2 separate regions of the Danio rerio genome follow, and region 1 is linked to region 2. A link is a contact called in public Hi-C data. All regions are on one chromosome and are shown on one strand. The core of a region is the stretch at or near the end of the contact, and the rest is flanking DNA. Distances in the headings are between cores, read along the strand shown. Region 1 holds the start of fkbp2 (FKBP prolyl isomerase 2). Region 2 overlaps pcxa (pyruvate carboxylase a).

Region 1 (2,863 bases), core at 333-2,832, 230 kb before region 2:
AAGGACATCAAAACAAGATGCATGGGGGGTTTGTCTTTTAATAGTTAAGAAATAGTTTGCTCTGATCTGTCTTAAATCATATTAATATATAAAATAATAGATGACTTCAGTACATTTCACCACCCGTATAATGGTTCATACCATTGTGAGTGTGTGTGTGTTTGCAACAAAAATATTAATTAATTGGTTGAAAACCAGCAAATCTAGAACACCAACAGACAGCATAACTGGTCACAAAACATGTTGCTTTAAATAAGGCGCTTGTAGGCATCTGTAAAACTAGATGCATATGTTGTATTTTATTACACACTGCCTCGCACATGGAATTTAAACAGTAAAATAAAATATATGTGCAGTCTCCCACGGTCATCCACTTGCTGCAGGAAAGCCTGTCACCATTAATTTAAAATCACAAATGTCACAGAGAACCAATAAATATCCCTTAAAGCACTGAAAACATAATAACAAGTTTGATTAATAAATTAGATGTAATTCAATTAAATATATAAATTGGGTTCACTGAGGCCCCCCCGATCGTCAATGTATAATTCACACCCTGTTTGCAGACCATCAATGAATGCTAATATATCTGCACACCATCTTAAATCTAATCTGCTAATTCCTCTTCTTAGTGTAGGGTTCATCTCTTTAAATCCTAATTCAGACTAACATGTGAAAAATAATCTGAGCTTATGTGTGAATGCAGTAATGCCGCTGCTCACCCCAACAAACCCTGATCCCAGCCCTTGATGACTTGTCCTGTGCCAAGAGTGAAGGTGAACGGCTGATTCCTCGGTATACTGCTGTCAAACTCTGTCCCATCCTCCAGTTTACCCTGCAGATAAAAACAAAACAAAAAGGTAACACAAGACATTTCTGGCATGAATAATACTTTGGTGAGAGCAGTCAAACACATACAGTGTAGTGCATGTTCAACACGTCTCCCTTTCGAGACTTAATGGGGCAGTTGTCCACTCTTTTCTTGATTCCAATCTGTAGCTTCTTCTTTTCGGCTCCCTGCACAAGTGCCATGGGGATGGACACCAGAGTGACCGCTAATAGCAAATTCAGCCTCATGGCGCTGTTAAAACAAACAGAAATGGCAGAAATTAGTCGTGGAAAGCTACTAAATAACGTAGATTTCTACGCATGCGCAGGGTCTCTACACATAAGTACACGTTATCATTTAAATTAATATAGTAAATGGTTATATTATCAGCAACATGACAATTCATTAGCATAAGTGATTCTATAAGGTGCATTTTAAGTAGCAAAACGCGTCCATTATTATTCAGTTTTGTGGTGTGTTGGATTTATTTAAGAGGAAGTTAATTGGATGAAGGCTTTGGTTTTGTATTCAAGCATGCTGATTGGGATTTTTCGCTTAACATTACAGCAGTGTTTTGATGATTCGGTCGCATTTTAAAATTACATGGAATATTTATCTATTGCAGCGAATAACAGAGAGATTAAAATGCAGTTACCTGTTTTAAGAATAATATTCTTGTTCCTCCTGAATCTCAGAATGATTCGGTCATTAGGAAGTGACGTCACGTCAGCAGCAGGCCTGCCTTCCTACTAGGTTTCAAAATTTCAGTCAATGTTTAAGTTGATTATAAAATTAAATAAAAAAAACTACATGTATTTTGAAACATGTAAATCTCGAATAAGTATATAATAATGAACAAATCTACACTCATAGGAAAAGCTGTCATATTATATTATTATAGCTTTGAGTAAATACTGGCGTGGTAGATTGTGACTTTTATTTTGTTTGGTGCTACAGCACCACTGATCTAAAACAGAGACACACGAGGGCGCCATATACTCACGAATGTCTGACTTATTTTTGTCGTTCAACAGCTAAACTGAGGCCAAACATTAAGGCAAGTGATTTTTTGTGTCCAGTCTTCATCAACAATCAGAGCCAGACTATTCTTATACAATGTTAGATAAAACTGATAGAATTATCTTGTTTTACAAAGGAAAAACTCTTTGAGAAACGCTTTCTTTTACATCATTCATAATTTATAACTCAGTCGTCAATGTAACTTATTGTATTACATTACTGTATAGCCTTATGTTTTCACTTCCACAGTGAAAAATACAGAGGTATTGTCACAATACTGGGTATGTAGATATCATTTTCCTAACTATTATTATATTGTGACATATATTATAGTATTATGCGATAACAGCCAATACGACAAATTAGCCAGTATAATTGGATATTGCATAATTTGTGTAAATTTGTACATATAAATACATTTTCCTTCCCTTGTTGTTATCTCATTATTATATCACCAAAATTGTCATAAATACCTGATGCATTAAATATGACAAAACATAAAAACTATTTTTTAAAAGTTTGTATAAAGGTTCACTAATTCACACAACCACAAATTGCATGCTAAATACAAAAACAAACCAAAAAACTAAACCAAGTCACGTTTTATAATACCATGTGAAAAATAGTTTTGAAAACGGATCAGATGTATTTATGTTTAAGCATAGCACTTTTTTGTCTTATACTGTAAACTACTGATGATGTTCTTTTAAAATGTAAAATTAAGTATATATAAGTACTTATAAGTATATATAACTTGATATATAAGTGCCATGTTTTCAGCTTATGAGCAATTTATGCAAATGTCAAAGTTCCCATGAGAAAAAAATGTTTAATACCCTTTCCACTGTTTGCTTAGGCTTGTATTTTACAGTACACTCAAAAATGTCTCAGTCAATATTCTCAAACAATTATATTTGATTTACCAAAGTCACACAATTGCCAAATTCACATCTGTCACATCCATAACAGAGAGATGTCACATCCATAAAGAGGCTTTTTCAAAAAATGTAAAAA
Region 2 (3,066 bases), core at 506-3,005:
TTAAATAAGTTAAATAAGTTTAAATACAGGACTTTGGTAATATTTTATGAAATATTTTGTGCTGTCTTCTGGAATCATGAGCATCCGTTTTGCAGTACACGAAAAATAATGACCATTTTGTCAATTAAGACTTTATCAGTTCAAACACACACTACATGATGTTTTTTATTTTTATGGGGACTTCCTGTAGAGGTAGACATAATATTTTATGATGCAATTTGTTGTAATAATATGCACAATATTGATAATAATTTTAACTTTTAGAGTGCTTTTTAAATAGATTTAGATTGTATTACCAATTGTTCATCACAGCACCACATGTGTGCAAAAATGTATGGCTTTTTGTTCATCAACATGTTTTATGCTTGTAGTAAATGTGCTTTTAATATAATTATGCACGTTTTGCATGTTAAAGTGTAAAAACGTACGCACCTACAGATGTAAAAAGCGCACCTATGTGTTGTTTCTTTAAACAGACAAAAGGTCAGATTTTCCCAAGGACATATTTTATTTATTTAAATTAATTAATTTTGTCAAAAAAATTATTAGCATCCCAGACCACCTTCTGAAGTGATTTGAGCGCTCAGATTTATATCCAATCAGAATAAAACAAATTAAGTGACCAGTTTAAAAAGCGTCAAAAACACAGACGTGACAGGATTAGCGCCTTTTGCTGTGAAGTGACAGCTGACGATTGAGGACTCTGCTTGGAAGCCTTCATCAGACAGTTATTTTTAAATAATTTAATGTCAAAAATAGGGAAAAGGACGTCATGTACGGGACAAATAAATAGTTAGCATAGAACACTATGGCCCGATTCTCACCTGTTAGGAAGTAAGCCTTACCATGTTTGGCAGCCTTTTTGAACATTTGTTCAATATTTTCCAACAATGACACTGCTGCCTGCTTTTTCTTCCACCTTTTGCTCTTTGACCGATAGCATTACTCGGTATGGATGTCAGATCAAAGATTGAAATGTTACAGCTCGGTGGCTTATGTCACAAGACTCGTGTCATATTATTGTAACTTTGAGGCTCCATGGGATTCGAATTACTGGCCATAGTTATTTAAAATTATACTTTATTGTAATATATATATATATATATATATATATATATATATATATATATGTATTTTTTTTTATTATACAAAATAATTAAAAGGACAAATTCTGGTCCTTTTGGTCGTGGGGGGAGGGTCGTTCACCCCACCTGAACCCTCCCTGGCTACGGGCATGTCTTAATAAAATCCAAACACATGTGACGTATTTAAAAGCATGGAAATACCAGTGCAAACAGTAATTCGGCTCAGCGGAGCACTTGTAATCAGATGACTGAAAGCTTTTGTTACTACCAGGTGAAAACTGAGTTTATAGTGCAGTTTTGTTGAAGATTAAACACTTCAGGCTGTAAATGCATAGAAAACTCTTAAAGCTTAACCTTTGTATTCTAATAGGCAGTTTTAAAATGACTGAAGGTTGAGTAAATCATCCCAGACTGTAAAATATTTAGGCTTTTTATTTTATTTTTATTTTTTTATATATCAATGCTTTTTTTTCCACTACAGAAAAACACACACCAACAACAACCTCACTTACCCAGGATCTGCACCTCGATGTGTCTGGGTTTCTCAATGAACTTCTCCACAAACAGAGCTCCATTGCCAAAGGCTGCCAGGGCTTCAGAGTACGCCCGCTGATAGTTCTCTTCTAGTTCCTGATCACAAGCACACACACACAGTGACCGGGTCACCCAGCGCAAATACCCAACACACTAATTCATACAGCACCAGTAACTGAACAGCAAACAAATCTAAAGGGCAAACGGGTGCTCACTTTTGCGCTCATTTAAAAGCCCCCCTTTATCAAACCTCAACTTGGAAGGAATTGAACAGAGATTAAACAAGATTATGAACCCCAACTAATAATTTTAATCTAAGACACGGTACCTCATACTCTCTGACCACCCGCATTCCTCGTCCCCCACCACCGTACGCAGCCTTGAAGATAATGGGGAAGCCGTAGCTGTTGGAGAACTCTTGAGCTTCCTGCAAACAGGAGATGGGAGCGTCTGTCCCAGGAACCACCGGCACTCCTGCAAGATGAACAGAAAATTTGTTTGCCCAGGAATCAAACCTGCAACCTTTCAAATTAAGTCAGGTTATCATGTCAATTTTACAACATGATTTATAACGCTTCCACTTTAAATTGGGTGCAACAATTGTGTTTTGGAAGTTAAAATAAATGGTATTAATTTTCGCAATATGGGATTACAGTTTTAGAAAGTTGTAAACTGTTAAAGATCTGACAGCTTAACGCTTAAAGGTTGTTAATCATGTTTATATGTGCATTTAAGCCATTAGTTCATTTATTTTATTTATTGGAAGAATTTACACAATTACCAAAAAGTATATAAAGATCATCCATATTTTAATTAAGCATACAAAATTGAACAAAATATTTCCTTCTATGATAACGTCATTAGTTAATTTAGCATTTTTTTACAACCATTTTATAATTATAATTAGCACTTAGAATTCCTGATAAAAGACATTTCCTACTGTATATGATGTTAAATTTTCCATGTGTGTTTATGTTATATACAGATCAAGTGGCAACCTCCCGCTCTCCCTTGTAAGGCAAAACGGAAGTAACTGGAACTGCAATTCATGCAAATTTAGCTAGTCCTGGCTCCATAATAGAGCAATTTTTTTATTAAAATGGATAAAATGGATTTAAAATGGATAACTGATAACTTTACAGCACAAAAAAAAACAAAGAAAGATTTGGGTTCATATAGCTAATAGTACCTTTCATGACAACTGTGAGGGGGTAATTCCAGCAGATTGGAATTACAAATGCCTTTTTGAATTATTTCTTACAATTATTTGGCATGCTGTGTGCACTTAATTGTGCTAAAAAAAAAAAACAATTCACGTGACTTCCGATTCCCAGGTGAGTGAAATTATATACCTCTATCATCTCTACAAATGTTTTTCGTTTTATTTAAAATAATTTATTATCTATAATTTTCTTTAGATCTGAAAAGCACTCCAGAATCTGACAGA

What was found. Hi-C and Micro-C count contacts between places; a contact is called where the count stands out from the background.
Region 1: a contact with region 2 is called in a Hi-C map of embryo, with 3 times the contacts expected there. The contact joins the promoter of fkbp2 here to the enhancer-like site in region 2. A contact is called at or near these places in 5 of 18 Hi-C or Micro-C datasets (caudal fin, embryo, hematopoietic stem cells and 2 more) and 1 of 4 datasets of contacts at active chromatin or transcription factors (caudal fin).

The regions. Positions count from the first base shown.
Region 1 is chr21:30,060,905-30,063,767 of GRCz12tu, reverse strand. fkbp2 (FKBP prolyl isomerase 2) reads right to left here and starts at 1,582. Exons shown (of 6, transcript NM_001004677.2): 1 at 1,485-1,582; 2 at 919-1,081; 3 at 723-835. The coding sequence starts at 1,077.
Region 2 is chr21:29,829,495-29,832,560 of GRCz12tu, reverse strand. pcxa (pyruvate carboxylase a) reads right to left here. Exons shown (of 21, transcript NM_001328356.1): 5 at 1,948-2,093; 6 at 1,598-1,715. Among named protein-coding and RNA genes, the nearest start is that of pcxa, 25 kb to the right of the region's middle. Within about 2 kb of position 1,755, at least 3 of the 62 cell types and tissues checked have an H3K27ac peak or open chromatin away from gene starts, as enhancers often do.